Regions from separate parts of the Mus musculus genome. Here regions 2, 3, 4, 5 and 6 are each linked to region 1. A link is a contact called in public HiChIP or PLAC-seq and promoter capture Hi-C data. All regions are on one chromosome and are shown on one strand. The core of a region is the stretch at or near the end of the contact, and the rest is flanking DNA. Distances in the headings are between cores, read along the strand shown. Region 1 holds the start of Zscan10 (zinc finger and SCAN domain containing 10). Region 2 holds the start of Zfp983 (zinc finger protein 983). Region 3 holds the start of Zfp942 (zinc finger protein 942). Region 4 holds the start of Zfp994 (zinc finger protein 994). Region 5 holds the start of Zfp758 (zinc finger protein 758). Region 6 holds the start of Zfp946 (zinc finger protein 946).

The links. Promoter capture Hi-C pulls out the DNA fragments that hold promoters and counts their contacts. HiChIP or PLAC-seq counts read pairs in DNA pulled down with a chosen protein or histone mark.
Region 2: a contact with region 1 is called in a promoter capture Hi-C map of pre-B cells, with 4 times the contacts expected there. The contact joins the promoter of Zfp983 here to the promoter of Zscan10 in region 1. A contact is called at or near these places in 4 of 39 promoter capture datasets (cranial neural crest, hippocampal neurons, liver and 1 more) and 1 of 115 datasets of contacts at active chromatin or transcription factors (astrocytes).
Region 3: a promoter capture Hi-C map of pre-B cells shows a contact between it and region 1, with 9 times the contacts expected there. The contact joins the promoter of Zfp942 here to the promoter of Zscan10 in region 1. A contact is called at or near these places in 13 of 39 promoter capture datasets (the 3T3-L1 cell line, 3T3-L1-derived adipocytes, the HPC-7 cell line and 8 more) and 2 of 9 other capture datasets (embryonic stem cells and liver).
Region 4: a contact with region 1 is called in a promoter capture Hi-C map of embryonic stem cells, with 5 times the contacts expected there. The contact joins the promoter of Zfp994 here to the promoter of Zscan10 in region 1. A contact is called at or near these places in 2 of 39 promoter capture datasets (embryonic stem cells and hippocampal neurons) and 1 of 115 datasets of contacts at active chromatin or transcription factors (astrocytes).
Region 5: a promoter capture Hi-C map of pre-B cells shows a contact between it and region 1, with 16 times the contacts expected there. The contact joins the promoter of Zfp758 here to the promoter of Zscan10 in region 1. A contact is called at or near these places in 11 of 39 promoter capture datasets (the 3T3-L1 cell line, the C10 cell line, the HPC-7 cell line and 6 more), 4 of 115 datasets of contacts at active chromatin or transcription factors (embryonic stem cells, large pre-B cells and stem cell-derived neural progenitor cells) and 1 of 9 other capture datasets (embryonic stem cells).
Region 6: an H3K27ac HiChIP or PLAC-seq map of embryonic stem cells shows a contact between it and region 1, with 2.8 times the contacts expected there. The contact joins the promoter of Zfp946 here to the promoter of Zscan10 in region 1. A contact is called at or near these places in 8 of 39 promoter capture datasets (the 3T3-L1 cell line, 3T3-L1-derived adipocytes, cranial neural crest and 4 more), 1 of 484 Hi-C or Micro-C datasets (B cells), 7 of 115 datasets of contacts at active chromatin or transcription factors (astrocytes, embryonic stem cells, kidney and 2 more) and 1 of 9 other capture datasets (adipose tissue).

The regions. Positions count from the first base shown.
Region 1 is chr17:23,597,950-23,603,024 of GRCm38.p6, reverse strand. Zscan10 (zinc finger and SCAN domain containing 10) reads right to left here and starts at 2,199. Exons shown (of 7, transcript NM_001289481.1): 1 at 2,066-2,199. It also overlaps a transcript of Zfp13 not described here.
Region 2 is chr17:21,648,123-21,653,197 of GRCm38.p6, reverse strand. Zfp983 (zinc finger protein 983) reads right to left here and starts at 2,587. Exons shown (of 7, transcript NM_001357098.1): 1 at 2,326-2,587; 2 at 1,253-1,395; 3 at 853-931.
Region 3 is chr17:21,959,633-21,964,707 of GRCm38.p6, reverse strand. Zfp942 (zinc finger protein 942) reads left to right here and starts at 2,244. Exons shown (of 6, transcript NM_001199048.1): 1 at 2,244-2,452. Zfp943 (zinc finger prtoein 943) reads right to left here and starts at 2,149. Exons shown (of 4, transcript NM_001025373.2): 1 at 1,889-2,149. It also overlaps the pseudogene Gm7805.
Region 4 is chr17:22,222,911-22,227,985 of GRCm38.p6, reverse strand. Zfp994 (zinc finger protein 994) reads left to right here and starts at 2,372. Exons shown (of 5, transcript NM_001205095.1): 1 at 2,372-2,447; 2 at 3,892-3,975.
Region 5 is chr17:22,359,339-22,364,413 of GRCm38.p6, reverse strand. It overlaps Zfp758 (zinc finger protein 758), which reads right to left and starts at 2,961. Exons shown (of 3, transcript NM_001347330.1): 1 at 2,707-2,961. The coding sequence starts at 2,832. It overlaps Zfp944 (zinc finger protein 944), which reads left to right and starts at 3,014. Exons shown (of 6, transcript NM_176962.4): 1 at 3,014-3,246; 2 at 4,890-4,974.
Region 6 is chr17:22,421,360-22,426,434 of GRCm38.p6, reverse strand. Zfp946 (zinc finger protein 946) reads right to left here and starts at 2,233. Exons shown (of 7, transcript NM_198003.3): 1 at 2,006-2,233.

The sequences.
Region 1 (5,075 bases), core at 950-3,449:
TTCCTTTGTAGGAGAGCTGTATTGGGTGGAAGTATTACAGAAAATCCAGAATTTTAAACTAGCCTTGGGAAAGAGGGATGTGGTGCAAAATGATGACCCAGGCCTAACTCCTGCCCTGGGTCAGGTTGTCTCCATCTTGATCCCTTGCCTCCCAAACACAGCCTGTCCAGTGTGAGCTTTCATCCCATAGGTGCTTTTTCTATTGCAATGACCTCGTCCAGTTCAGGGGCCCTGAAACACATCACCCACTGGCTGCTGTACCCTAATCACTGCTCACTGCAATCTCTTCTCCTGGCTTGAGCAAGAGGCATTGTTTCGAGTTCAGTAAGTTTTTGCCTGTCATTTGAAGTGATTTACTTTAATGACTTGAACACGTGCAATGGAACAGCAATAATAATAGTACTACGTAGTAGTAGTTGCCACTTTGAAGTTTTGAAGTCCTAAGAATCAAAGTACGGTTCAGGGAAAAAAAATCTGTAATAAACACCCAAAAACTAGGAGGATGAGACTTGAGATGTAGTTCTCTTAGTAGAGTGCTAGCCCTACCAAACATGTGGGAAGCCGTGGGTCCAATCCCCAGTATACAAATGTCCTCTAAATCCTAGAACTTGGGAGGTAGAGACAGGAAGATCAATTGAGTTCAAGGTCATCCTCAGCTCAGTTGGTGATTCAAGGATACACGACTCTGTCTCAGAAAACAACAAACATATTAGAAACAAAAAGGAAAAGGAGAGAGAGGTTATGGAGCCAGCCACAGGTGAGGCAGGACTGAAAGTTTCAGGCTCGCCTGGACTTAAGTGAAGTACAAAGCTGGCTTGGGCAACTTAGTGAGATTCTTTCTCAAAAATAAAAACACAAAGAGGGGTTGGAGTAGTATCTTCAGGGCCTGTGCCCAGCCAGCACATCGAGCCCTAATTTCTGGCTCACACACACAGGAAACAGCATTGCATTTCGCTGTCTGAAGAAGCATATGAAATATGATATGGAGGCGCTCCAGGCTCAGAGCGTGGCTGCTTTTCCGGAGCTCATGAGACTTCAAGTCCCAGAACTCACATGGCAACTCCCAACTGTTGGTGGGACCCAGTTCCCTCTTATAGTGCGCAGATGCACATTCATACAAACCCTCTGTATATAAAATAAATAAACCTTAAAAAAATAAAAACAATTAGAGAGTGAAGTCACTCTGGCCACTCTGCAGCAGATGCTCGTGAGTTCCAAGCGTTTAGCAGCCCAGTCAGTTGCCTGCTGCTCACTTCATCCCGCCCGGACTCACTTGCTAGATCAACCTATTAATCCTACAGGTTCAGAGAGTCCAAGGTGATTTACTCACAGCTTCACCCGGTGCTGCAATACTGCTTGCTAAAGTGGAAATGGGGTTCCGAACCCACTATTTGCGTCCTACCCCATGAAATTTTGCCAGTATTAGCTTGGAGTATGACAGCATAGATAAGAAAGAGAGAATTCTAGATTCTGGTCAAAGGCCCGCCTAACCACACAGCAGCTGGAATTTCTAGGTGAGGACTTGCCAGAGGTTTCCAAGAGATGGAATTCAGGCAAGTAGGCCTTAGAAAGCCTGTCCCTCCCCCAGGTCTCCAGGACAAAAGGCCTATTAATATGCACCTCTGTAGGGGGTTGGCTGGGTGTGGGGCGAGAAAGCTCTTTAGTGAAATCTGGCCGGTCTAAATTTGTATGTAGGTACTGCTATAAAATCCACCTACACACTAGGGAGCTAGAGTGGTCCTCTGCAAGAAATAACCCCCTTTCTCTGCTAGCAGTCTAACTTGCTCAACTCTGTTAACTTGTTTTTTTTTTTTTTTTTTTTTTTTTTTTTAAGGCAGAGATCCCCTTCTGGTGCTAGGAACGCATGGCATCGTCACTTCTGGGACCCTCCCTCATGTCTCCAAGGCCACAAATGCATCATGCTGTGTGGCCTTGGAGTCTCCAGCACGAGTTACCCGCTCATTATAACCAAGACTTTTCTAGCTCTCAGCCTACCAGTAGGTCCCCCGAAACACCCTTCACTCTCCACAGTGCTGTAAGCCTACACCCCAGCCCTCCAACTCACCACTCCAGGTACCGACGCCTGAGGCCGAGATGTTTGGGGATCCTTGGGAGAATTCAGGGTAAGAGGCAGCGTAGCCTAGTTTGGGAAAGGAATCCCGGGAAATGGAACAGGAAGTTCCCTGCCTGACCCATCCCTTTCAGGTAAGGGGATAAAGGGGCTTCCAGGAATTAACCCTTCACCTCCCAGTCTGGGTGGGGTAAGGAAGAGGGAGGAGCCAGAAACAAACCAAGGGAAAAGTGATGACTCCAGATTCTAACTTTGCCAAGCTTCTGTAAGAGTTAAGTTACTCTAAGCCAGAGCTTCTCCATCTACGCGGAGACAGACTGATGCCCTTTTGGGGCCAAGAGCTTCTGTTTTACGTGCTTGCTGTGTGTAGGCCTCTTTGCTTGGCTTTTCATTCATACAACAAATATTTATCTACATGTTTATTAAACAGCAGGCTCTAAGGACATGGAGCTAAACTGAGGAATGAGGCCCTGCCCCAGGTGGATTTGGGGTGTGGGGGTTGCATTCCAAGGAACAGATGAGACTGCAGTTGTAAGAAAATAAAATAGGTCAATTAGAGTGGAAAACACCTTTAATTCCAGCACTCAGGAGGCAGAGGCAGGTGGATCTCTTATTAGTTCAAGACCAGCCTGGTCTACATATTGAGTTACAGGTTATAGTTACGTGGTGAGACCTTGTCTCAAAGTAGAAAAGGAGGGGGACAGAAGGCAGGTGTGATGGTTTACACCTGCAGTGCTATCTTTTCCAGGTTCAGCTAAGGCTGGAAGAGTGCCCTGAATTCCAGATGGGCTTGGTGTAACAGAGTGAACTTGTCTCAAAAACTCAAAACCAAAGGGATACATCTCAGTTGGTAGAATGCTTTCCTGCCAAGCAGGAAGCACACATCATAAAATTGGGCATGATCGTGCACACTTGTAATCTCTGCATCTGGGAAATGGAGGCAGGCCTCTTTCAGCTAATATGAAGTCTGAAGTCACTGGGCTACATGAAATCCCGCCTCAAAACAAACAAACAAAAACCTGGGCCACTGACTTCCACAAGTAGTCCTCTGACTTCCACATGTGCCCCCACCCAACCTATAAATAAGTAAATAAATAAATGTAGTGAGAAAAAAATTAAAACATACACCGACAAGAAGATGTGATAAAGATGAGTGTTCCTCAGTCCATATAGCTTTTAAAAGTCTCCCCCACCAGAATCCTGCTAGTGGCTTTGTCCTACTAACAGCGCCCTCCGCCTCGCCCCGCCTCTCAGGAGAAGTTACCTCCACAAACCCTTTGGAGCCCACTTTAAAGTCAAACTCTCCCCTTTGCATTGATGGGCTTTCTTAGTTACATGCTCCCAAATACAGAGGAGGATTCCTTCCGGGAATCAGTGGTGCTATCTGGAGTGTCCACCCCGTTCTAGAGTGCACTACATCACTCGCGGGGTCAAGGAAACTCGGCGCTGGTCGCCCCCAAAGCCCTGATGTCTCAGACTGTCGTGACTAGGCCCAGCCTTGCTCTGGCTGCTCCTAAGTTTCCCTGCTAGGGTCAGCATCCAGCTTATTTTTAACTGTGTGGGGTGGATCTCACTGGACCACCCAGTAGGCACCAGTTTTCTTACTGCGCTCTATGTCCTCAGCACAGAGCCCAACGCCTAGCACGCAGGACACAGGAAAAGGCTGAGCGACAGCTTGACTTAGGCACCGCCCTCAAGAGATTTCCAGTTTTTCAATGGCAGAGCACCTCAACTTCCTGCTGCGGACTCCTCCCACAATCCTGCAACTTTGATTCCTCTCTAGAAGCCCCAACCCAAGAGAGGTGGGCCGGATGGTGGGAGCGGGGCATTCTGGAATAGGCGTGGCCTTCTCTGGAGGCGCGGCGAGCAGGGTGAAGGAGTGGAGAGCTTTCTCTAACAGCAGCTGGGCACAGTGGGTAGAGTCCTTCCTGTCTGTGGTTGCGGTGGTTTGGGGGGCGGGGAGGAGGGGGCGCAACAAAGGTTCTGAGAGTAGGGAGGAAGGCTGACGAGTTTACAGCTTGTGTAAACAGGCTCCCCAACTCCTGCTTCTCTGCGTGGTCTGAGCCCGCACATGTTCACCTTTACACACTAGCCTACACACTAACCGTAGACATGAACCTATCCTGCTTCTTGAACTCTAGTGGAGGCAGCCGCCCACCCTGGGGAAGCAGAAACCATCGTGTACCCAGCAGAGGGCCCTTGACTGGTGGTCCAGCAGAACCAAGGTCCACAAGGGAGGGAGCAGGGAACTGCTGGGTCAGAAAAACCTCTCCTCAAACTGGCAGGCAGTTAGGGAACACAATGTGCGTAGGACGCGGTGGGTACACTGTCTACTGTGTTCAGTTACTAGTGAGTCGTAGGACAATGTTTCTTAAGGACTCTCTCCCTGTGACTGTTACAAATTTGTTTTGTGTTTATATGTGTATGTATATATGTGTTCCTGCTGTATACATATGTATACAGGCACACGTGTAGTCATACTTGTGTGCAGGCTGAAAATCCATGTCCATTGACTTCTTTGATTATTCTTGTTTTTTTCCCCTCTGAGACAGGGACTTACTATGAAGCACTGGCTGGTCACTGTGTAGATCAGGCTGGCCTTGAACCCACTAAGGGGTATCCCCTTGCCTTCTGCCTTTCTTCCAAGTCCTGGGGTTAAAGGCACACATACCACTATGCTTGGCGCTGTCCTCCTCCTCCTCCTCCTCCTCCTCCTCCTCCTCCTCCTCCTCCTCCTCCTCCTCCTCCTTTTTCTTCTCCTTCTCCTCCCCCCCCCCCGCCCCCTCTGTCTCACTGTGTAACCTTAACTGGCCTTGAGCTTTCTCTGTAGACCAGACCTCAAAGATCTGCCTGCCTCTGTCTCCTAGGTGCTTCAATGAAAGACATGTGCCAACATGCAGAACATGCTGCCTTGGTTGCTTTGTTGTTGTTGCTGTTGGTTTGGTTTGGTTTGGTTTTGAGGGGGGAGTATCCGTTACTGAACTGGGGCTGGATGGCAGGCTTG
Region 2 (5,075 bases), core at 1,338-3,837, 2.0 Mb after region 1:
ACATGTCATCATTAGAGAAAGGTAGTTTCTTCCTTCCAGTTGTCACTGGCTATCACAGAGTAAGCTTAAGGCAGTCAATGATCATGGCTATAACCATTTTCCCAGCCACAGGCTCCGTACTCGCAGAAATTTACTTAGTATCTTATTCTTTTTTTTTAATTAGGTATTTATTTCATTTACATTTCCAATGCTATCCCAAAAGTCCCCTAGCTGGCTTATTCTAATTGGTGTAGCAAGTAACCTTTTTAGGCTTTCCTTGCTTTGTATAGGAAGATTAAGTAACCCTTTGGCCTAGTCGCTCACTCTGCCTGCCCTTGTGGTTTTTTAGCAAAGCAACAGTATGTTTTGAACTTATGGATCAGCTATTAACCTCACAGCTATTAAATCATGGCTATCAGAGTCAGGGGAATTTCAGGGACAAGGTCAGGGTGGTTTGTGGTCTTTCTTAGAATTTAGTGTGGGTCAGGGTAGGGGACTTTCTCTGGGAACTGCTATCTTGTTATGGTTATTTTTCTGAGAACAGCTCATTTTGGTTTGGCAGCTGCAGACTTAGTCATTTTGACCGCTATGGTTCTGAACGTCCCTTCAGGGGAGAAGGGGCTGGGTGGTCTTGAACTTTATTTTGGACTCTACATAACATCACTCACATGCACAATCAAATAAATTTTATTTGCCTCCTAGCATTCAATTTTTGTGTAGGAAGAATTGTAGGACAATTCTGAGGTGATTTTGTCTCAGTGGAAGTCTCCAGAATTATTTCTAGTGAAACAGAAAGTGGCAAAACTGATTTCATGTCCCACTTCCACATTCACTTGAATCCCTTGCCATCCTTTCACCAATCCTCCAACATACCTGGATCCTTAGGTACTGTCTCCTCCCTCTCCACCTTCTAGGTTTCCACAGATAAGCAGGTCTGGGTGATCAGTGAACCCTGCACATGAGAAAAAGAGTATTTAGCAAGCACCTTCATTTCTGGCACAGCACTGTGCTCAGGAGATAAAAAGAAAATTCTACGGCGATCCCCCAATTCTCATGCAGTGTCAGAATACTGAAAATATTTAGGAAGCATTTTCAGTTAGTGTAACTTGAACCTCACTTTCAGTCACAGCTCAGTCAAGTCTCAGGGGCACAAATGGAACTGAATGACTGGGATGAGAATATGATACACTAGAGAGGTTCTGAATTTATTATGGACTAAAAAAGGATGGAAGCTTTACACTGTCAAAGATCTCACAATTGCAGAATAACTTGCCTCTTCCTGAGGAGGAACAAGGGAGGCTGGAAGCAAACTGTTCTCACCCACACAAACCAGAGTGCTGAAATTCTGCAACAAGGCCTTCCCAGAAGGGTCCTGACACTGCCTGTTCTTCTGGAAGTCCACAGTCACACCAGTGGCTGAGAAATGACCACAAAATACAAAACAGCAGTTTAAGTCCTTGTCCTGGTGCACACCTTTAGTCCCAAATGTAGGGATTAAAGGCGTGTGCCAATACCACCTGGTTTATAATGCGCAAACTGTGAAAATACTGTGACCTATACCCTCAAATAGCCTACTGTGCCTTTCCAGGTTCTAGGAACTCAGCACAAAAACACGATTTTCTTTTCTTTCTTTCTTTCTTTCTGTCCTTTTGTTTTTTGTTGTTGTTGAGACAGGAGCTCATCATGTAGCTCTGGCTATCCTGACCTCACCAAGCAGACCAGGCTGGTCTCCAACTCTTTGATCTGCCTGCCTCTGTCCTCCCTCCCCCATGCTGGGATTAAAGATGCATGCCAACAAGCCTGGTGCATTTATAGCAGAATATTGCATTTACATCAGGGAGTGCATGTCTCCGAAGGAAAGGTAATGGTGGGTATAGAGTTTACTTTTAAATGTTAATGGTTAAAACCATATCTATGAAACTCGCAAAAAAATATGCTTTTGGATTCAATTACATTTGCAGCCACTCCTTTCATGACTGCTGTCTAAAAGCTCTCAGCAGATGCCAAGTCACCAAGTATGTTCACGGGTATAACAAGGGAGTTAGCATGGATGAATGTAAATTCCAAGAGCTTTGTCCTTTTCACCTAAATAAAGAGAACTGTTTTGCAAGCATCAAAAGATAAATTCAAATATTCTCCTAGACCACTCTACTATGAATATTTTGGCAATCAGGTGAACAATAAAAAACAAATCAGGATTACTTCAGTTCATATGACCTAAAATTGTGTTGACAAGGGAAGAAACCCACAGCAAAACTTCAGAGCTTGCTTCCTTAGGAACAGCAGAGAAACTGATCACAGCCTGGTCCCCTCCCTCCCCTTTCCCAGCCCCTCAGCTTCTCTGACCTGGGAGGATCCAGGGCGGTAGGGAGGCGGGTCCAGCTGCTGCACTGCAGACTTCCCCACCATTCCCCGCGCGGCGCCCACGTCAGCCCCGAGTTTTACCTTCCCCGAAGTCCACCCTGTGTTCTGACCCCAGGTCTGCACCACATGATTCCCCACGGTGCAGGCCTGCTTGCTCTGCACCTGAACAGGTCATTGACACTCAGGCTTTGGCTCTCAGTACAACTACCCAGGCCTCATCAGCCGGTTCCCAGCTTCCGTTTACGTCACCCCCTAACTCCTCCCACTCTGAACACTTTTCTACATCACACACCCGCCTCAACAGGCCACATCCTCACACCCTCTGTTTCCGGGTAAGTGGCCCCGCCTTACGGAGATAGCTCCCTCCCATTCTGTGTCAAGCTGCCTTCCACACAGCTCCAGATGTCAGGCTGAACAGTCTCCCCTCATGCTTGCTGCCAGCCTAGACCAGAAGTGAGAAGTGGACCTGCTAGGAGGCTGTGCACCCAATGTTTGACACACACAGTGAGTTTTGAACCCTTTATATCCAAGATAGCCTGACACCTGGACTTGACAACCAGCCTCTGGGCTACATAGTTCATACCAAACAGCAACAGGCTCTCCCATCCCAACACACAAACATGAGAAGCCAAAATACTGAAATTCTGACTTAGGGAGAGACATTTAAAGAACTTAAGTCAGAGATCTGGTAGCTTTTGCTACCAGCCCAAGGCAGAATTCACCCCGCAGTGTACTGCTTTCACCACAAGAAGGCAGACTTGCCAGTTCACTAACTCAGAAAGACATTAGCCTTCTATGACTCATACTTAAAGTCCTTTGAGAGAAAATATAGAATTTCTTCCTTCTGTCGTTCCTTCCTTCCTTCTTTCCTTCCTTTTTTAATAGAGTGATGGGTGCAGAGACTCTTGACTATCCTGATAGAGAAAATAAGTAAAACTTAAGCCGTCAGCTACACCATCAATCTCTACCTCTGGGGACACCACCAAGGAAGAAGAGGTGGTTAGGAAATAAGAAGGGAAAAAGGAGGGGAAAGGCTAAGACACGACACAGCATTCTCCAGACCATACAACTATTGTAATCAGTAACCAACAGCAGCTGTCTTTATGTGCACTGGCCTCACACAAGACCACAGTCAGTGTAGGTTAGGGAATGGCACACACAACCTCTCAGATGTTGACTATGGATAGATTCATAGATTCTAGAAGAGTGATGTGCCTTTAGCATATCAGGGTCCAGCACACATCAGGCTCCAAACCCACAGTCTCACAAATGGCTCTGGTTCATCTCAGTGGATCACAAGCAATATGAATAGATATGGACACAGTAGAGTGACTGTTGGAATTGTGAACCAGGATAGTGGAGAGGTAGGAGATGAGAGTGGGCAGTATTTGATGTGAGCGCACAAATGCACACACACATTCTGTGTGTATATACATGTATATGTGAGTGTAAAATAGTTAATAATAGAAAGATTGGGAGGATTCATTCATTCATTCATTCAGGACAGGATTTTGCCATGTAAACCTGTTTTTAAAGGCAACAGTTTAAATGATTACATCAGTCTGTAATTTATTGCTTGGTAGCATCAGTATCTTATGGGATTTTTGTTTTTGTTGACTTTGTTGTTGTTTTGCAAGATAAGTTGGCCTTGAATTCACTGAGATGAACCTACTCTGGCTCTAGCATGCTAAGGTTACAGACATGTGCCACCATGCTGGACTCATTATCTGCTTTAGAAAGAGCTAATATCAAGAGTCAGGAGTTGTCATTAGTCTCCCTGTGGGAGCCCCACATTTTATGGAGACTTTGGTGACTCACTGTAACTATTGGCTACAGGAGGCATGCAGCCAGCTCTTAGAGTGATTGATGGACTAACTGCACAGCAGAGGCATTTAGCCTTGCACCTCCAACCCCCGAACCCCTGACTAGGCAAACATCAGTCCCCAGCTTAAAAAGCTATGGTTCAGAGGCAGTGTCTAGGAAAGGGCTGGCGTTCAAGCCTATGATTTGTAGCCCATGGTCTCTGCTGCCTGGCCCGCTGTCAGCTCTGGGGGGCACAGCTCTTTCTTTCTTAGCCTGAGATATGAAACCCTGGAATCACGCTCAGCAAAACAGCATGCATTCTAACCTGTACTCGGAACCCTGACCACATAGCTAGGGGAAAACCCAACATTGGCAAGGAATCATTTCTCTTTCGTTCCTAGCTGCCATCATGGCTTTTATCTTAAAGGGATAACATGCCTTTTATCTGCAAAACTGAAATAATTTAGATTAAAGGAAGTTTGTGTCACATGTTGGTTTTCCAAATGTTGTAGTAAATATTAATTGGGAGTTTCTACCTTGCCTTAGATCATTTACTTCCCAAATAAAAAACACAAAACCTTTATATTTATAATAAGCTTTAAAGCATTAGAGCTGAGCAGATATCAACCCTCTAAGGAATTTTGTTTATTTTCTGTCAATACCTCCGTGATATAATTTGCCACCTTTCTCCTTGGCTACTCTTATCCAATTGGTCCGTCCTCGTGACCACTGTCTCATTATTCATCTAACCCAAGGCATCTTCTTTTCTCTTTACCTCTCTGCTCATGGTCTCTGCCTCAGATTACAAGCCTGGGAACTGAAACCTGACTACCTCCCTTCTACCCAACTACAGGCTGTTGACATCTTTATTCAAATAATAGTTTTAAATTAAGGAGCAAGTTTACATAACATTATTTGGTGTGTGTATT
Region 3 (5,075 bases), core at 995-3,494, 1.6 Mb after region 1:
TTCACAGGTAAGTAGCACTGACTGGGCAGGGGGCCCCTGCATATGGGAAAGATTCATAAGAAAGCATTCAGAACTTTTCATGGTACAAAAATAAATGATGCGTCCTCAGGATTCGGGAGCCCATCATGGTATTCCTTATGACGTGGCTGTGGCTGCGGAACCGCCTCACTGGTCGCTATTGGCAGGTATAGGAGGTGCTGAAACATGCTCTACATTTTAAGATTTTAGGGGAAGGAAGAATCACTGCTACCTGCTGGCAGTCAGGGCGGTGACCAGAGCCTTCGTGTACGAAGTCCCACAGACTTAAGAAGCAGAACTTTGAGGACCCTCTGGATTAATCCAATTACAGCTGCCTCCCAGGAGCATGGCTTACAGTACCCCGAATTCACTGTCAACTTAATGAAGTGCCAGGTGGAGCTCAACCGGAAAGTACCTGTGGACCTGGCCATCTACGAACCATAGACGCTTAAATCTTTGGCTGCTTTGGCTAAGAGGAGGCAGCAGGAAGGATTTGCTGCAGCTTTGGGGGATGGAAAGGAGCCTGAAGGTATCTTTTCCAGAGTGGTACAGTACCACTGAAGGCTGCAGTGCTATAGAAACTGTTATAAATAAGACAGGACCAAAAGGACTGTCACCAGTAAGTCTGATTTGTATCTATTACCATTTTAGTAACAGGCCTGAGACGACAGGTGTTTACTCAGTAACACAGCCCCAAATTGTCCAGTAAAGATTGTACAAATAAAGCTTTTGCTGTGTTGAAAGTAAATAAATAAATACATAAATACATTCATGAATGATGCCTCCAAAAAGGAAACTGTGAAGGAAAGAGTAAATATCAGAAATAAAAATGTCCCTTTTAATCTAAAGATTTCATTTAACTATGTGAGATGTGAGTCTCATTCACACATAGCTCAGACACAAAGAGAGTCATTCTCCCAGGAATCCTGAAAAGAAAGCTGGAGAGACTGCAAGAAAACTATTGTCTCCCATAGAAACCAGACTGCTACACTTGTCCAAAGGGAGATCTCTGCAAAAATCCCTGTCAGCAGAGTCTAAGCATTCCCACTCCTACAGGATGTCCACAACCACAGGACTTGATGATAACAAACCCTACAATAAAAAAAAAAAAAAAAAAAAAAAAAAAAAAAAAAGCTTGGCCACATATGTAGGTGCAGAGCGCTTTTCTTCAACCACAGAGATCTTTTTTCTGATACAGGAGAGTGATCGTAGTTGTACAAAAGATGCTTTCTAAAACTTTAATCTATACTGGGTTTTCTAATCATAACAATAGAGTGGTCTGATACACTCACATAGCAATAGTGAGCTTGCCTGGCCCTAAGGTGTACCATAAGAACTCAGCATATGAAGACGCACTTCTGAATGCTTTATTTACATCCGAAACTGCATACAACACTAAAGTCTACTTAGTAAATATTAATGTTTACAATCACAACCATAGCATAACATAAAGTATATTTTCTCGTTCAAAAAAAAAAAGAATCTGTACTGGTTCTTCATATGGTTAGTATAAATACAAAGTTCTATTTAGCGAAGTAAAAGGTATTCTCTTGAATAAGCAATTAGTAAAACACGGGTGTTAGAAACATGAATACATTTACGTCCCGTATGCTTTGTGATTGACACAATAGCAAACAGCAGATAATGCAACTGCTCTATCATTTTTAATGAGTTATTTTACAACTGAATATTCTGATAACTGGAGGATAAATGAAAAAAAAAATCATGATAGACCCCCAGTTCACAGGATCTCAATTTCCCGACAACGGTAAGATAACAGAACTGTGAGAGCGGCATCCATAAAAGCAGCTGCGTAAAACACCCCGCTGCTCCGCTCCCTCCCGTTTCCCAGCCCCGCAGCGCCTCTGACCTGGGACCTTCCGGGGCCACCGGGCTGCGGTGCCCGCCGCTGCGCTGCTGACTCTCCCAGGTCCGCAGCCAGGAAACTGCGTCTGAGGAGCTTTCCGGTTTCCGGAGGAAACTGGGGCCGAAAAACCAGCGCTCAGTTCGAGTACACATGGATTACACAGGTAGCAAGGGGAATGGTGGCTTTTCACGTCATTCTGGCCTGGACATTTGGAGCTGGCGACCTAGAAGAGAACGCAGCTGGACGGACTCTACCAACGTAATTAAGGAAGTGAAAGCGGCGGGCCTGAAGGCGTTAGCGCTGTCACGTGACCGGAACCGTGGTGTCCTGGGCGGGGCTAGGGGAGCCGCTCCAAAGATCGTGGCCAGAGACTGGGAACCGCGTCCCCTTAGGTACCTGTTGGAGCCAAGTTGTCTCTACTCCCACTGCGGGCGACTTACCCTGGCCTGGTTCTTTTCGAAGGCCGTAAACTCTCCTCAGATGCGGTTTCCTGTGCTGACCTGGGAGAGTCAGCCATCAGCCGCGCAGCCGCGGGCACCGCAGCCCGGCGGCCCTGGAACCTTGCAGGTCAGAGGAGCTGCGGGGCTGGGAAATGGGCTGGAGCGGAGCAGGGGCTTGTTTTCTGCAGTTGCTCTTAAGGACGCCGCGCTCACAATTCTGCTGTGGATTTTTATCATTGTCAGGAGGTTTGAGATCCTATGAACTGGGTGTATCGTGGTTTGTTTGTTTGTTTGTTTGTTTGTTTCATTTATCTTATGGTTACCAGAATGGTTTCCGAAAATAGTGTCGTAGAACATTTGCAGTACTGTAGTTTGCACACGGGGTTCTCTTTGTTACAGCAGTTACAAAGCTTCTCGAACTTAGATTTCTTAACTCCCTTGACCCATCATTTGCCTACTCAGGAGAGAGTGGCCTCTGGCCTGGGAAATAGGCATTCCCAGAGAGCTTTGTAGATATTAGTCTTATGAGGAACCAGTACACATTTGAGTGAATCAGAAAATATACATTACGAAGCACCAAAATTATGACTGTAAACATTAAGTTTTACTGACCAAAGTTTTGCTCCCCGTTAGAGTTCCATCTTAGATGCATGCTCTCTTTGATGTAAATACAGCATTCAGACATGTGTCTTCATATGCTTAGTTATTAACATCACACCTTACGGCTGAATGAAAATGAGATGATGACTGTCCAAAGGTGTGGCTGAGGAGAAGGTTAATTGTAGGTCATGATAATGCTCAGATTAGCTGGAGAAAACAAACAAACAAACAATTCCACCATTTGAGTAAGGGTTGTTAAATACTAACCAAGAGATGGACTTTGGTCACATGCTCCAGAGCTTTATAAAGACAAACCTATAGGCCACCATACTTTCCCATGCATGAGGTTTTGCAATTTTCTCAAGAACTAAAACTCCCAGCATTCCAAGAAGGTACCTGGTTCTTGCGAAGGTGGTGCTTACACGGTATTTTTGGGTTTTACAGTATGAACCAGAAAACAACCAGAGGCCACTTGAAGAGTCCAGACTGAACTAGGTATGGGGGTCAGGGAGGGACCAAGAGAAAAACCAGGAGCCAGGAAAGCTTCTAGCCAAAAATGTCGACTTTGATGTGTTAATAGGCACTTAAGTTAGCCATTCCTCTTGTGATATAGTCCAGCCCAGTATGCATGCTGTGAGAGGAAGATGTTTTTATAGATAGAAAAGTCAGTATAGAGTTTTTAAAAATAGGAAAGCATCTTTTGAATAACTGTGATTGCTCACTTACATCAGAAAAATGTCTCCTTAGTTCAAGAAAAGCACTGTGTCCACGCACATGTGACCAAACTATTTTTTTTTGTTTTGTTTTATTTTGTTTTTATTTTTGTTTCATAGTTTGTTGTTAGTAGTTTCTCAGACTTTGGACTTCTTGTAGTTGTGAGAACACCTAGACCCTAGAGTCAGGGCTTTTTTTCACAGACCTGTTAGAGAAGTGCAGCAGCCTTGATTCTGTGGGTCAGAATAGTTTTCTTGTAGTCTTCCTTGCCCCTACTAAGAGGTCCTGGGAAAACAACTCTGCATTTGTGTGAACTGTGTATGAATGAGTCTCACATCTCATAGAGTAAAATGAAATCCTCACAGAAAACGAGACTTTGGCATGATATTTTCTCTTTCTTCCTCCATGTCTCCTTTGGACAAGTGTAACCATTTTTCATTTTTGTTTTATGAAAAGTTTCAGGTGCATTCTGAAGAATTTCTTTCCTATATACAGGCCTCCCACTGCTCAGCTAGATCTGCTCACAGCTGAGTAATAATCTACTGTGCAAATGTACTACATGTTCTTTATTTATTCTTCTGTTGAAGGTCATCTAGATTGATTCTAGTTTCTAAATATTGTGAATAAAGCTGCAATGAGCCTGGTTTAGCAAGGGTCCTTGGGTAGATTGAAGTGTCCTTTGGGTATATGCCCTGGACTGAGTAGATCTTGAAGTAGTCTGATTCCCATCAGTTTGAAAAACTGCCACACTGATTTCCTTAGTGGCTGTACAATTTTGCACTCCCTCTAACAATGGAGGGATGTTTCTATTGCTCCACATTTATATCAGCATAAGCTTTCACTTGTGACGTTGATTTTAGCTATTCTGACGATTATAAGATGGAATCTCAAAATAGTTTTGATTTGCATCTCCCTGAAGGCTAAAAGTGTTGAATATTTTAAAGTATATTTTGGCCATTTGAGTTCCCTCCATTTAGAATTCCATGTTTAGATTTGCAACCCATTTATAAATTGTATATTTGGTTGTTGTTTTTTTTTTTTTTCACAGCTAGATTCTTAGGTTCTTTTTGTAATTTTGGATATTAATTCTCTATTGGATATAGAAACCCTAGACCTCGTAGTTACTTTTCATATCCTGTTGCATCAGGAAAGTTTGTGGCCCAAGCTCACAAGCTTGAATAAAGAATCCCATGTACTTGCATCAGAATAAAATAAAATAAAAAGAATTGGTAAAAATCTTCTTACACTCTGTAGGCTGCTGCTTTCTCCAAATGATGGTGTCTTTTGCCTTATAGAAACTTTTCAGTTTCCTGAAGTCCCATATATTAGTTGTTTTTCTTAGCACCTATGTTATTTTTTTCTTTTGTTTTAAAGAACGTCTTCTTCTGTGACAGTATGTTCACTTTTATTCTCTTGTCAGATTCAATGTCTTTGGT
Region 4 (5,075 bases), core at 1,123-3,622, 1.4 Mb after region 1:
AAAAGAAACTCAAACAATTCCAGTAAAATCTCTATTTAACATAGTACTTGAAGTCTTAGCTAGAGCAGTATGACAGCTGAAGGAGATTAATAAGACACAATTTGGATGGCAAAGAAAGAATTAAAAATACCCTATTTATAATTGATATGATAGTATACATAAGTGACCCAAGAATTTCCACCAAGAAACTCCTATAACTCATAAACACCTTCCTCAAAGTAGTTAAATACAAAATTAATGCACAAAAATCAATAGCCTTCCATTATACAAATGACAAACTGAATAAAGAAAAAAATCAGGAAAACAACACCTTTCACAGTAGCCTCAAAAATATATAAAGTATGTTGATGTTAACTCTATGCTGTTGAGGCTCTGTGTTTTGCTCATATTGTAATGCTAAATAGTGGCCCAAGGCCTGGTTGCCTCCTAGGGATCAGAGATTCTGCAGGTACTCAAGTGATACACTTCATCCTTGCCCCCAAAGTGATCACTGATTGGTGAATAAAGATGCCTACAGCTAAGAGATGGGCAGAAGAGAAAGAGACTTGGTGGGGAGGTGTGTCAGAGAAGAACCCTGGGGAGAAAGAAGGTGGAAGTAGAGGAAGCCACCATGGGCTAAGAGTCTTAGAACAATGGCCATGTTGACTGGCCAATTGGAGTTCAAAGCAGCCCTGATGAAACATGGCAAAATATAGTGGGATTAATAGTTGGGAAATAGACACAGTAATAGCACAGATGATATATACATTCCTAGTTCTAGCACTGATAAAGGCATATTATGAAGATTGTGTATGTCTTTTACCTTGGAAGTGAATGATCAAAACCTGGGTAGAAACAACAGTTGAGATTATATGTTTTCCACAACACATTGCAAACAATTGTAAGACTTCTATGATAAAAGGTTCAAGTTTTTGAAGACAGAAATTAAAGAATATACTAGACTGTGGAAAGATCTCCCATGCTTGTGGATGAGGAGGCTTCACATAGTAAAATTGGCCATCCTACCAACAGAAATCTATATATTCAATGCATTCCTTACCCAAGTACCAGATTCTGAGCTACAGACCAGAGTGATAAAATGAATGCCCTTTCCCGTGAGAATTCAAGTATTACCATGTCCATTTTCCTTACCATTCTGATCCCGAATCCATGAATCCCATCTGCATGGAATTTTAAGTAGTATAAACTCAGATCAGAAGGCATTTTATTTTTCCTGGCTATCAAAATTCTGTTGTACTATCACTGTATTTTTGCTTACAGGAACTGGGGCTGACGCTGGTGTTTTCATTCATGTTATGATTGTCAGACAATTTATAGGAAAATATTTGTGCAAACTATTTGCATTATCTATTTTCTTTGCTATTGTGGCCATGACAAATATCTTGGAGTTTAACTTTATCAGTGCTTTCCACTACCCTGTTATACAGCTTTTGTTTCTACAGAGTGACCTTTGTCCCTGGAGCTCCCCAGAGAGCTTGCAGAGCACCCTCCCATCATTCTCTGTCCCATCTGTCTTTATCCACATTTTCATCTCAGTGGTCCCTCTTATACTTCATGTATGCTTTGATACATGGTTTGGAAGGAAGCCAAACTTTGTGAGTCATTTTTAGTATTGTGTGTTGGGGTGCAACATAAGAAATTGGAATTTATCTCTTAAACTCTTGTCTCCCTTGCCTCTACCTCCCTAGTGCCTCTCCCTGCCCTCCATTCCTTTCCACCCTCTTTCCAGGAGGGCATGGCCAGCCTCCACTTACCTACTCTCTCCTTCTGTCTTTCTCTGCCTCTACTACTCTCTTAACTCCCATCCGCATGCCCTAAATAAACTCTATTCTATACTTTAAAAAAAAAAAGAAAAGGAATTTAACGCCTAGGTTATATTTTGCTGTGCGATTGTAGCCGAGGAGGCTAGCGTCCCAAGCTAAGAAGTTGGGCTGCCTATTTATTATCTGAGGGTTTCAGAACTACCTCTCAGATGTCAGAGTGCAGCATCATACAGAACCAGTTTTTCCTAGTCTGTCAGCAAGCAGCAGGGAGGTTGTGCAGAGCAGGTCCACAGGTGGAGCTGTGAGGCAGGAAGCCAATGACTGAGTGGGAGGGAATGGAATCCCCGGGGCAGGGATAAAGGCAAGACCAGGACATTGACCAGACAGGAAAAAAAGTATTAAAAATTAAGGTTGAGAAAGCGCTTGCTCACAAAGTGTTTGGGGGAACCACGTGACCCTAAGTATGGTTTATTGGGCGGGTCTAGGAGAACAGCTCCTAAGATCCAGGCCGGAGTGACAGGAACTTCCACCAATCAACTTTCTACCTTTCGGTTTCTGCGTCCTAGCTGTCTCTGGACCCGGAAAAGTCTCCTCAGAAGCATTTCCGTGGCGGAGGGCCTGGGGAGGCGGCAGTCGGCAGTGCAACTGTTGGCACAGCAGCCCGGCGGCCCCGAAAGGTCCCAGGTTAGAGGCGCTGCGGGGCTGGGAAACGGGAGGGAGCGGAGCAGCGGGGTGTTTTCCTCAGCTGCTCTTAAGGACGCCGCTCTCACAGTTCTGTCATTGGTTTCTTACCACTGACCGGAAGTTTCAGATCCTGTGACCTGGGATTTATCGTGATTCTTTAAAAATGTATTTTACAATTACTGGAATATTCAGTCATAAAATCACTGGTAAACCAGAACACCCTCCCCGCCCCAACCTAAGCTCCCTGGGACTAAACCACCAACCAAAGAGTAGACATGCAGGGACCCATGGCTCCAGCTGCACACTTAGCAGGAAATGGCCTTATTGGTCATCACTGGGAGGGGGAGCCCCTTGGTCCTGTAGAGGCTCAATGACCCAGGGTAGGGGAATGCTAGGGCGCTGAGGTAGAAGTGAGTGGGTAGGTGGGGGAGCACACTCATAGAGGCAGGGGGATAGTGGGTTTGTGGAGGAGAAACTTGGAAAGGGGATAATATTTGAAATGTAAAAAAAAAAAAAAAAAAAAAAAAAAAAAAAAAACCAATAAAAACACGAAGAAAAAAAAACTTGTTATAGAGCGGTTGCATTATCTATTTCCTAATATGACAATTACAAAGATAGTGGAAAGTAAATTTGTTCTTGCTTTCTTGCCTTGTTTTACTAATTGCTTGTTCAAGAGAATGCCTTTGGCCCGGTTAATAGGCATCCACAGAGAGCTTTGCATATAATATTATATGAGGAAACAGTGCCCATTTATTGAACCAAAAATATAGTTTATCGAGCCCTACTGTTATGGGTGTAAACACTAATATTTACTAAGCAGACTTTTTAGTGGCCATGAACTTTTTAATCAGAATTGTATGCAGTTTAGGATGTAAGTAAAACATTCAGAAATATGTCTTCATATGCTGAGTTCTTATGTTACTCCTTGGGTCCAGGCAAGCCCAATATTGCAGTCTCTTAAACCAGACTATAGATTAAAATAAAGTTTTAGAAAACATCTTTTGAATAATTATGATCACTTCCCTGTATCAGAAAATTGTCTCTTTGGTTGAAGGAAAGCACTTTGCCCTCACATAGGTGGCCAAGCTGTTGTTTTTTACTTTAGGGTTTGTTATCATTCAGTGCTGTGTCTGTGGACTTCTAGTAGGAGAAATGGGAATTCCTAGACCCTGCAGACAGGGCTTTTGGCAGAGATCTCTTTTGGACAGTGCAGCAGTCTGGTTTCTGTTAATGACAATAGTTTTCCTGAAGTCTCCCTAGCTCTTCCTCAGAGTTCAAGGGAGAATGACTGTTCATGTGTCTGAGCCTACATGCTTAGAGGAAAAGAGACATTTTTATTTCTGATATTTTCTCTCTCCTTCATGTTTATCCTTTTTTAGGCATCCTTTATTTTTGTTCCATGAAAAGTTCTGGGTGCTTTCTGAAGACTCTTTCCCTTGTGCAGGTATCACACTCATCAGGTAGTTCAGCTCACCTGTGAAACTGAGAACCCTGGATGGTGAAGAGAGGAAACTAGCAAAGGATCCAGGTATGTTAGAGAGAATGAAGAAGGGATGGGGAGGGGCTCAAGTCCCAGTACAAAGAGGACATGAGATTTGTTTTGCCAGATTCTATTTCATTCTAAATATTTCTAGATAATTGCAGTGAGAATAACATCAGAATATTCCCACTGTAATTTTTAGAAGACCTTTTATGGAAGAATTAATTCACAGAGGCACATGTAATTTAATTGGTTTGTATGTGAGGGATATTGTCCCCCTCCCATTCACATCCCTAATCATATCTTTTTACCAGTATTAAATATTTTCTTTGTTACAATTTTAATGTATTGTTTAGTCAGAACACTTGATGCCTGTTAGTTTTTTTTTCTGCTCATGGAGTTTTGGAGCATTGTGTAGTTCCTTTCAGTTGTTCTATCTTTTATGGTTAATTTCTCAGTTCCCTAAAATAATGCCAGCAAGATTTTGATAAGATTTGTTTAGAAACTTTGCATAGTATTAAACTCTGTCTATATTACCTTCCCACTGATACCTGCTGTAGTCTGTCTTCTTGTTGGTTTTGCAAGATTTGCATTGCTATAATTTTAATATACTTTGAAATCACCCTTGGGTTTGATACTTCTCTCATATATTTAAAATTTTTTGTGGTTTCTCATTTTATAAATTTTTGGAATGATTTGTCTATATTTAAAAATGTCTCTGTGATTTTGGTATTTTACATTTCTTCACGTTTGACTGAGAACATGCTAACAGTACCTCAGATTACAAGTCTTTTATGTGTTCCTGTGTCTTCTACTGATGTCAACATTCCAGATTTTTTAAAGAAAAATGTTTTCAATTACTTTTATGATTATTATTCTTTGTTTTTCATACTCCTGTCGCCATCCCCCTCTCCCTGTCTCCAAGAGGACATCCCCACCTGTCATCCCCACCCCACTTGACCTACCCACTCCCTGAGGCCTCACGTCTCTTGAGGGTTAGGTGTGGAGAAGACATTTCTACTCTGCAGTCTTCAGTAGATGAATTTTTTATTTGTTGTTATTTTTTGTTTTGTTTTGTTTTTGAAACACTTTATCTAGGTAGTCCTGGAAGTTCTGAAACTCAGAAAATAAACCAATGCTTGAACTGA
Region 5 (5,075 bases), core at 1,712-4,211, 1.2 Mb after region 1:
ATGGGAAAGAGTCTTCAGAAAATACCCAGAACTTTTCATGGAACAAATATAAATGATGCCTCCAAAAGGATAAATGTGAAGGAGAAAGGTTGTATGCCGGCCCTAGGCCTACAAGAACCAGGCACATCTGGGAGGCAGGCTGGGGCTGAAAAAGACTTAGATGGCAAGAGAGATTAATGGAGACCAAGACACGATTCTGTTCAAGGCCCGCAAGTTTACTAAGAGACCATGCTTATAAGAGGAAAGGCCCATCCCCACCCCTGTCCACTCTTGGTGCCTGGAGCCAGCCTGCAGGCGAAGTGCAGGATAGGATGTTCCTCCCAGAATATCTCAGGGGCCTCTCAGCAGGTAGCAGTCAGTGTCTTGGAGGAGAGCAGTGGCAGGTGACAGAACAATAGAGCCATCTAGTTCAGAAGGATCCACCCTAGGTAATCTCCTTCTTAGTGGCAGCAAGGTCAAATTCTGGATCAGCCTGCCTCAAGGCTGAGGCAGAGAAAATATCATAAATAAAAATGTCCCTTTTCTGCCGGGCATGATGGCGCACACCTTTAATCCCAGCACTCGGGAGGCAGAGGCAGGTGGATTTCTGAGTTCGAGGCCAGCCTGGTCTACAAAGTGAGTTCCAGGACAGCCAGGGCTATACAGAGAAACCCTGTCTTGAAAAACCAAAAAAAAAAAAAAAAAAAATGTCCCTTTTCATCCAACAATTTCATTTAACTCTGTGAGTCTCATTCACACCCAGCTCAGACACAAGCAGAGTCATTCTCCCAGGAATCCTGGGAGGAGATGGGGAGACTGCAAGAAAACTATTGTCACCCACAGAAATCAGACTGCTACACTTGTCCAAAGGTAGATTTTTACAAAAAGCCCTGTCAGCAGGGTCTAGGCATTCCTACTCCTCCTACAAGAAGTCTAGTCACAGCACTGAATGTTAACAAACCCTACAATAAAAAGAAAAACAAAACAAAACAAAAAAACCCCAGCAGCTTGGCCACATATGTAGGTGCAGAGTGCTTTTCTTCAAGCACAGAGACTTTTTTTCTGATACAGGAGAGTGATCACAATTGTACAAAAGATGCTTCTAAAACTTTACATAGTGTTGTCTAATACACTCACATAGCAATACTGAACTTGCTTGGACCTAAGATGTACCATAAGAAATCAGCATAGGAGCCTTACTTATAATAGCCAGAAGCTGGAAAGAACCCAGATGTCTCTCAACAGAGGAATGGATACAGAAAATGTGGTACGTTTACACAATGGAGTACTACGCAGCTATTAAGAACAATGACCATGAAATTTGTAGGCAAATGGATAGAACTAGAAAATATCTTCCTGAATAAGGTAACCCAGTCACAAAAGAATACACATGGTATGCACTCACTGATAGGTGGATATTAGTCTAGAAGCTCAGAATACCCAAGATACAGTTCACAAACCACATGAAATTCAAGAATAAGGAAGACCTAAGTGTGGATACTTTAGTCCTTCTTTGAAAGGGGAACAAAATACTCATAGAAGGAGTTACAGAGATAAAGTGTGGAGCAGAGACTGAAGGTATGACCATCCAGAGACTGTCCCACCTGGGGATCCATCCCATATACAGTCATCAAACGTAGACACTATTGTGGATGCCATCAAGTGCTTGCTGACAGAAGCCTGTTAGAGCTGTCTCCTGAGAGGCTGTGCCAGTGCCTGACAAATATACAGGTAGATCCTCGAAGTCAACCCCTGGACTGAGCACAGGGTCCCCAATGGAGGAGCTACCGAAAGGACCCAAGGAGCTGAAAGAGCTTGCAGCCCCATAGGAGAAACAATATGAACTAACCAGTATCCCGAGAGCTCCCAGAGACTAAACCACCAACCAAAGAGAACATACACATGGTGAGACTCAAGGTTCCAGCTGCATATGTAGCAGAGGATGGCCTAGTTGGTCATCAATGGGAGATGAGGCCCTTGGTCCTATGAAGGTTCTATGCCCCTGTGTAGGGGAATGCCAGGGCCAGGAAGTGGGAGTGGGTGGGTTGGGGAGCAGGGGGTGAGGCGGTGTATTCGGAGGAGAAACCAGGAAAAGGGATAACATGTGAAATATACATAAAGAAAATATCTAGTAAAAATTAGGCAATTTAAAAAATAAATCAGCATATGAAGACGCATTTCTGAATGCTTTACTTACATCCTAAACTGCATACAACTCAGACGAATAATTCATGGGCAATAAAAAGTATGCTTAGTAAATAGTAATGTTTACAATCATAGCCGTAGCATAACACAAAGTATATTTTCTCGTTCAAAAAAGTGTGCACTGGTTCTTCATATGATTACTATATACACAAAGTTCTACATAGCAGGGTAAAACGTATCCTCTTGAATAAGCAATTAGTAAAACACAGGAGTTAGAAAATATGAATAAATTTACATTCCGTAAGCTTTGTGATTGACACAATAGCAAACAGCAGATAATACAACTGGTCTATCATTTTTAATGAGTTATTTTACGACTGAATATTCTGTTAACTGGAGGATAAATGAAAAAAAACCATGATAGACCAACTGTTCATAAGATCTCAACTTCCTGACAACTGTAAGAGATCCACATCAGAACTGTGAGAGCGGCGTCCATAAAAACAGCTGCGGAAGCCCCCCCCCCCCCCCCACCTCCCCGCTCCGCTCCCTCCCGTTTCCCAGCCCCGCAGCGCCTCTGACCTGGGACCTTCCAGGGCTGCGCTGCTGACTCTCCCAGGTCCGCAGCCACAAAACAGAGTCTGAGGAGCTTTCCGGTTTCCGAAGGAAACTGGGGCCGAAAAACCAGCGCTCAGTTCGAGTACACATGGATTACACAGGTAGCAAGGGGAGTGGTGGCTTTTCACGTCATTCTGGCCTGGACATTTGGAGCTGGCGACCTAGAAGAGAACGCAGCTGGACGGACTCTACCAACGTAATTAAGGAAGTGAAAGCGGCGGGCCTGAAGGCGTTAGCGCTGTCACGTGACCGGAACCGTGGTGTCCTGGGCGGGGCTAGGGGAGCCGCTCCAAAGATCGTGGCCAGAGACTGGGAACCGCGTCCCCTTAGGTACCTGTTGGAGCCAAGTTGTCTCTACTCCCACTGCGGGCGACTTACCCTGGCCTGGTTCTTTTCGAAGGCCGTAACTCTCCTCAGATGCGGTTTCCTGTGCTGACCTGGGAGAGTCAGCCATCAGCCGCGCAGCCGGGGGCACCGCAGCCCGGCGGCCCTGGAACCTTCCAGGTCAGAGGAGCTGCGGGGCTGGGAAATGGGCTGGAGCGGAGCAGGGGCTTGTTTTCTGCAGTTGCTCTTAAGGACGCCGCGCTCACAATTATGCTGTGGATTTTTATCATTGTCAGGAGGTTTGAGATCCTATGAACTGGGTGTATCGTGCTTTGTTTGTTTGTTTGTTTGTTTTCATTTATCTTATGGTTACCAGAATGATTTCCGAAAATAGTGTCGTAGAACATTTGCAGTACTGTAGTTTGCACACGGGGTTCTCTTTGTAACAGCAGTTACAAAGCTTCTCGAACTTAGATTTCTTAACTCCCTTGACCCATCATTTGCCTACTCAGGAGAGAGTGGCTTATGGCCTGGGAAATAGGCATCCTCAGAGGGCTTTGTAGGTAGAAGTAAAAAGAGGAACCAGGGCAGACTTGACTGACTCAGAAAGTAAGGGTCCAGACTTAACCAGGATGTGATTGGAAAGAGAGAGGTGGAGTTGGACAAAGGAAGAGAAGGGAAGAGAGAATAGGGGGCAAGAGAAGAAGCGGGAGCCAAGAAAGCACCTAGCCAAAGTTGTCTCCTTTGATACTGTTTGGTTTTGGATGCCAGGACAATGGACTGAGGTGCATATTTTAAATATCAAAGCAGACCTGACCTCAGGGTTCTACCAACCTGAGAGGCCCTGCCCTCAATCCTAACTTTTCAGCCCAGGGTCCTGGTTGCCCTTCCACTAGAGGTGCCTCCCTATATAATCCAAACGTTTTGGTCTCTATCTCTCTTCCTCCTCTTCTTCTTCCTCTTCCTCCTCTACTGTGGATGGGCCTGTTCTTGTGAACCAGTCCCCTAATGAATATAGGAGCCAATCACTGGGTGAGTACATGGGACTTTCAGGTTGGACATAGGAAGAGAGTAAACAAGAGAGAGTCGGGTCCTTTTGGAACCAAGACAGCATATGGGTAAGATGTAGCTGCTTGAGTGTCCCAGTATCATGGCAGATCCACAAGGATCAACCACTAGAAGAATAAGAGTACAAGGCTTACAAGATTAGGTTTTCAGGGTTGTGCCCAGAGATTGAGTTACTATTGTTTCTGAATTAAGTTTGTGTTGCATTATCCTTCACATAGTGGCTTGCATGGGTTCAAGAAAGAAAGGTACAGCAGCAAAGCGAGGGTTTGCCAGATGTGTACCACAAACGATGTGGGGGACTTAAAGCACAGGGTTGCTGTGGTAACAACCTGCCAGTGGGAACCTAGAGAGCTGGGTTGCAAGATTGTGGAGCTTGGAATCAGAGTCTCCAAGAGCTAAAAACAGGTTGACCATTGCACGCCAGTGCATGGCAGGCCAGGCCACCTGGGCAGAGACACAAGTGCCGAAACATGCCAGTTTGTTTTTTAATATTTCCCACAACACTCCTCCTCCTCCTTCTCTTTCTCCTCTTTCTTCTATTCCTCCTTCTCCTTTTCTTATTTCTAGAAGCCTGTTATTTTTCGCATGCCCTTCCCCCCCTCGCCTCCTATGGCAACTCTCCCAGCATTAATCACTGGGACCAGTGAACTAAACCAAGACCAGCTTCCCAATAAATTTGCTTTTAATATATTCTAATCTAGGTAGATTTAGCTGATTTCACAAATATGTTATATTTTCTCTTTCCTTCCTATTAGTTATGTTAATGGGCACCTGAGTTAGCAGTTTATCCGGAGTTTCTTTGAGACCTAATAAGGTCTTGGCCAGCCTGGTATGCATGCGGTAAGTGAATTAGATCTTGCTAATCTATTTTTTTAGCTAGAAAACTCAATATTAATTAACACAAAATTAGCCCTTTTTGAATAATTATGATTGCTCATTTA
Region 6 (5,075 bases), core at 984-3,483, 1.2 Mb after region 1:
AGTAAAGTCTCAAGAAATCAAGTCTCTCAGCCCATTCAACCCTACTGCTGAATTCATCCTGGGCTTTCATCACTAGATAGTGATACTGTGGTAGTGCTAAGTCAGGAACGATTTTGTCTTCTGGGAATCACGTAAAGGGAGCTCTACTATGGGAAACAGAAAGTCCTTTTTGAAAACTCAGTGGTTTATGGAGAAGCTGGTGGCTATCTAAGATGCAGAAATAAGCAGTGTTATTTGGCTCTGTCTTAAAGAATTCAGTTGTACAGTGCTCACAAACAAATAGAAAGTGAACAACTCTATTGTACTAAAAAATGGGTTAAGATGGAAGTAAGAAAGAAACTAAACCTAGACAACAAGAAATAATCTTACTCAGGGCTGAAATCAATTATATAGAAATATAGAAACAATACAACTAATCAATGAAACAAAGAGTTTGTTCTTTGACAAAATCAACAAGATCAACAAACCCTTATCCAAACTAACTATAAGGGTGAGAGAAAAGATCTAAATTAACAAAATCAGAAACAAAAATGTGGCATAACAACAGACCCAGAGGAAAACCAGAGAATCATAAAGCACATTTAAAATGTCTACTCCACATAATTGATAAAAATCTAAAAGAAATGGATAATTTAAGTAATAGCTTCCATATTCTAAAGTGAAATCAACATCAGATAAACAAATAGACCAATTTAACCCCTCGTAAAACAGATGCAGTCCTTAAAAGTCTCACAACAACAATCTTTTGATTTTTGTGCATTAATTTGGTCTTCAGTTATTTTGGGGAAAGTTTTCTCTCAGTTGTAGAAGTTCCCTGGTGGAATTTTTTGGGTCACCTATATATACTGTCATATCATTTACAAATAAGATTTTTACTTTTTCCTCTGTAATCCAATGTTTATTTTCTTTATTTCCTTCAGCGGTCTTCTTGTGCTAGCTAAGAATTCAAGTTTCATATTGAATAGACATCGTGGAGAAAGTGAATGGCCTAGTTTGTTCCTGATTTTATTGCAATTGCTTTGAATTTCTCTTCATTTAATTTGATATTGGCTGTAGGCTTCCTGTAAACGGACCCATTTCTCAATGCTTTACTTACATCCTAAACTGCATACATCTCAGATGAATAATTCATGGGCAATAAAAAGTATGCTTAATAAATGTTAATGTTTACTGCAATAACTGTAGTGCTCCATACGGTCTACTTTCTAGTAACCTCCCCCCAGCCTGAAGCAGGCTAAGCCAGACCTTGAACTTGCTGCCACTAAGGAGATTACCTTGGGTAGAGCCTTCCTACCTAGATCACTCTATTGTTCAGCCACTGCTGCTACCAGCTGGGACGGAGACTATTCCTGCAGCTGGTTCCAGGCTCCAAGGATGAACTGGCGGGAATGGGCCTCCCCCACCCCCACCACACCCCCCCCCCCCTTTATAAGCGCATTTGCCATTAAACATTTGAGCTTTGATCAGGAATCTTGACTTAGCTCCATTTTTCTCTCCACCGCCTAGTTCCCCTCTCTTTTCAGCCCCAGCTTGGCTTCCAGGTGAAATCCGGTTCATGTGAGCCGCGGTCGGCTTCCAACACTTCCTGGTTCAAAAAAAAATCTGTACCGTTTCCTCATATGACAATTATATACAAAGCTCTTGGAGGATACCTATTAACCAGAGCCAAAGGCGTTCTCTTGAATAAGCAATTAGTAAAACGAGGCAGTTAGAAAGCATGAATGAATTTACATTCCAGGAACTGTTACAATAACTAACAGCATATAATAATGCAACTGCTCTACCAGATATTTTATGGGTAATTTTATGACTGAATATTCTGGTAAATGTACGATGAATGAAAAAAATCACGATAAATCCCAGTTCACAGGATCTCAAACTTCCTGACAACCGTAAGATATCCACAACAGAATTGGGAGAGCAGCGTCCAGGGAAACCATCCCCCCCCCCCCCCTTACCCCCACCTCGGCTCCCGCCCGTTTTCCAGCCCCGCAGCGCCTCTGACCTGGGAGGTTCCAGGGCCGCGGGGCTGCGGTGTCCGCCGCTGCACAGCTGACGGCTGACTCTTCCAGGCCCGAGTTTTCCCTAGGTCCAGAAATAACCAGGACAGGAAAACCAGCCCCCGGTTAGAGAACAAGTTGTTCACTTAAGTACCTAAGGGAATGGTGAATTTTCCTATCTGACTTGATCTTTGGAGCTGCTCTCCTAGACCCGCCCACTACGGCCCCGGTTCCGGTCACGTGGTTCCCCCCAAACACTTCAAGCCAGGCGCTTTCTTTTCCGTAATTACTTTCCTAGACCCTCTGGTTTTTTCTTTTTGCTGGCCCCCTCCCCGCCCGACAAGTACCCACGCCCCAGGGAGGTTCCGGCCCCTCCCACTCAGTCTCAAGCAGCCTGCTACAAAGCTCCAGCAGCCAGGCTGCCCTAGACCTGCTCTGCACAGCCTCCGATATGCTTTCACACCAGAACAGGATAAGTAAGGACGCTGCACCCCAATATCTGAGTCCCAATTGAGTTCTGAACCCCTCAGATAAAAGATGGGCAGCCTAACTAAGAAGTTAAGATACAAGCCTTCTGAGCTTTTAAAAACGCTCAGCAAATGGCAACCAATACCCACAATTCTGATTTCTTTCCTTCCATTCCCTACACAAAATACTAAAAGTAAGTAAAAAAGCCTGGCTTCTTCCCAAAGCCAGTCTTAAAACATGTGAAATACAAGAAAGACTAATCATATGAAAATGTGGATAAAAACGTATGGGACAGATAATAATAAGAGGAGAGCTGTGCAAGCTCACGGGGGAGCTGCAGGGGTAAAGGACACTTGGTAGAAACTGCAAGTGGTAGAACAGGGCACTTGGAAAGCATGAATAAAGTTAAACTCCAGGAGCATTGTCCTGGCCACAATAGCAAAGAGACTAGGTAATGCAAATACTTTTCCCGAATATTTCTCTGTAAATAGCATAGCAACCATAATATGAATGAAAACATCAGCATAAGACCCAATTTGTGTAAGTGAAAATATAATGATAGCACAACAGAATCTTGATAGCCAGGAAAAAATAAAATGTGGTGAGTTTGCATTATTTAAAATTTCAAGCACAGGGGATTCATGGTCAGGATCAGGATGGTAAGGAAAATGAACATAGAAATGAATGGATTTTCAAGGGGAAGGACATTTGTGCCTAGCACATCACTTTATCACTCTGGTCTGTAAGATACAGGCTGGAATTTGGATAAAGAATGTGTTGAATATGTAGACTGCTTTTGGTAGAATAGCCATTCTACTTCCTAATTGTCTTCTTCAATTTCCTTTCTTCAAAGACTTGAAGTTGTATCATACAGGTCATATACTGGTTTGGTTAAAGTTAACACCAACATACTCTTTTTTTTTTTTTTTTTTTTTTTTGAGGCTATTGTGAAAGGTGTTGCTTTCCTAATTTTTTCCCTTAGTCCCTTTGTCATTTGTATATAGGAAACCTATTGATTTAATAGCTTTAATTTTGTATTCAGCTACTTTGGGGAAAGTGTGTTTGAGTTATAGAGTTGCCTGGTGGAAATTCTTGGGTCACAAGTATACTATAATATCATTTGCAAATAAGGGTATTTGACTTCTTCCTTTTCAATCTACTGTGTATCTTTTTGTATCTCTCTCAGTAGTCTTAACTGCTTTAGCTAAGACTTCAATTATTTTATTAAATAGATATGGAAAGTGTGGATATTCTTGGCTTGTTCCTGATTTTAGTGGAAGTGCTTTGAGTTTCTCTTCATTTAACTTAATCCTGGTTCCAGGATTAAGGCAGACTGTAACCTGCCTTCATTATGTTTAGATGTGTCTCATATCTTTTATCTCTACAGGACTTTTATGGAGAAGGGATATTCAATTTTGTCAAAGACCTTTTTTGCATGGAATGAGATGATCATGTCTTTTTGCAATATTGTATAGTGGTTTATATTTGTTGATTTTTGTACATTGAACTACCCCTTCAAAGCCTATTTGATCATGTTTGGTGATATTTTTGATGTGATCTTGGAATCTCTCTGCAAGTATTTTATGAGTATTTTTGCATGTATGTTCAAATGAACGAGCATTTGTGCCTGACACATCACTTTATCACTCTTGTCTTTAACATACAGGCTGACAAATGTTGTCAAGTCTATCAGCAACAAATCAAATATTCTTGCACCAGTGAGAGATGCTGTTTTTCAATTTCAGCAGTATTGTTTATTGCAAATGAATGTGTTCCGTGACATAATCCTTTCCATATCTTCAATTGAAAACAAAAAAACAGAACTGCAGCTTCAAATTCATGGAGATTAAGAGGGTATTCTGGGAAGGCATGAATAAACCAGGGTTTTATATGTTTCTTCTATGAAATCCACGATGCATGGCTTTTATAAAATCTGGAATTGACACTTCCTCAAATGCACAGCTACTTATGAACAGACATTTTTCTACATTTCTGAGCCTTCCATTCAAAGGTCACTATCACTTGTTTCAACATGAATTGTTTAAAGTAAGAAAAGCTCAAATAGCTATGTGTGCTGTTCAGAAAGTAGGACTCTAGTTTGTCGACCTCAGAATTCTAGTCTATATTTACTAAGGATATTCTCTCTGAGACAGAGATTTTCTCATCTCCCAGGTCTATCCTGCTTTTTCCATATCTCTGTGCTAGAACCATGTGAATCTATTTTCCAGCTGTCTTCCCCTAGCACAGAGGCTTAGAAAATACAATATTCATGAACAGTTGGACATACACTAATGTCAGCAGAGCATGGAATGATATTTTTAAAGGCTTGAAAGAAAATAAATGTCAACTGTAGCATTATATCCAGAAAAAAAAAAATGACTGCTAGAAGTGAGAGAATAGGAAGTGTACTTGAATATGGGGGGAAAAATTACACAGGGTTTTCACCCAGGACCCTTCTTAGATAATAATCAGATAAAACATGCACAGAAGAATCGGACACGAATTATCCATGAAGATACATAAAAGAGCACATTTCATGTAAGTAACAAATGAATACCAAAGACATGAAAGAAACCATCATGTATAACACAGGAAAGCACTAACACT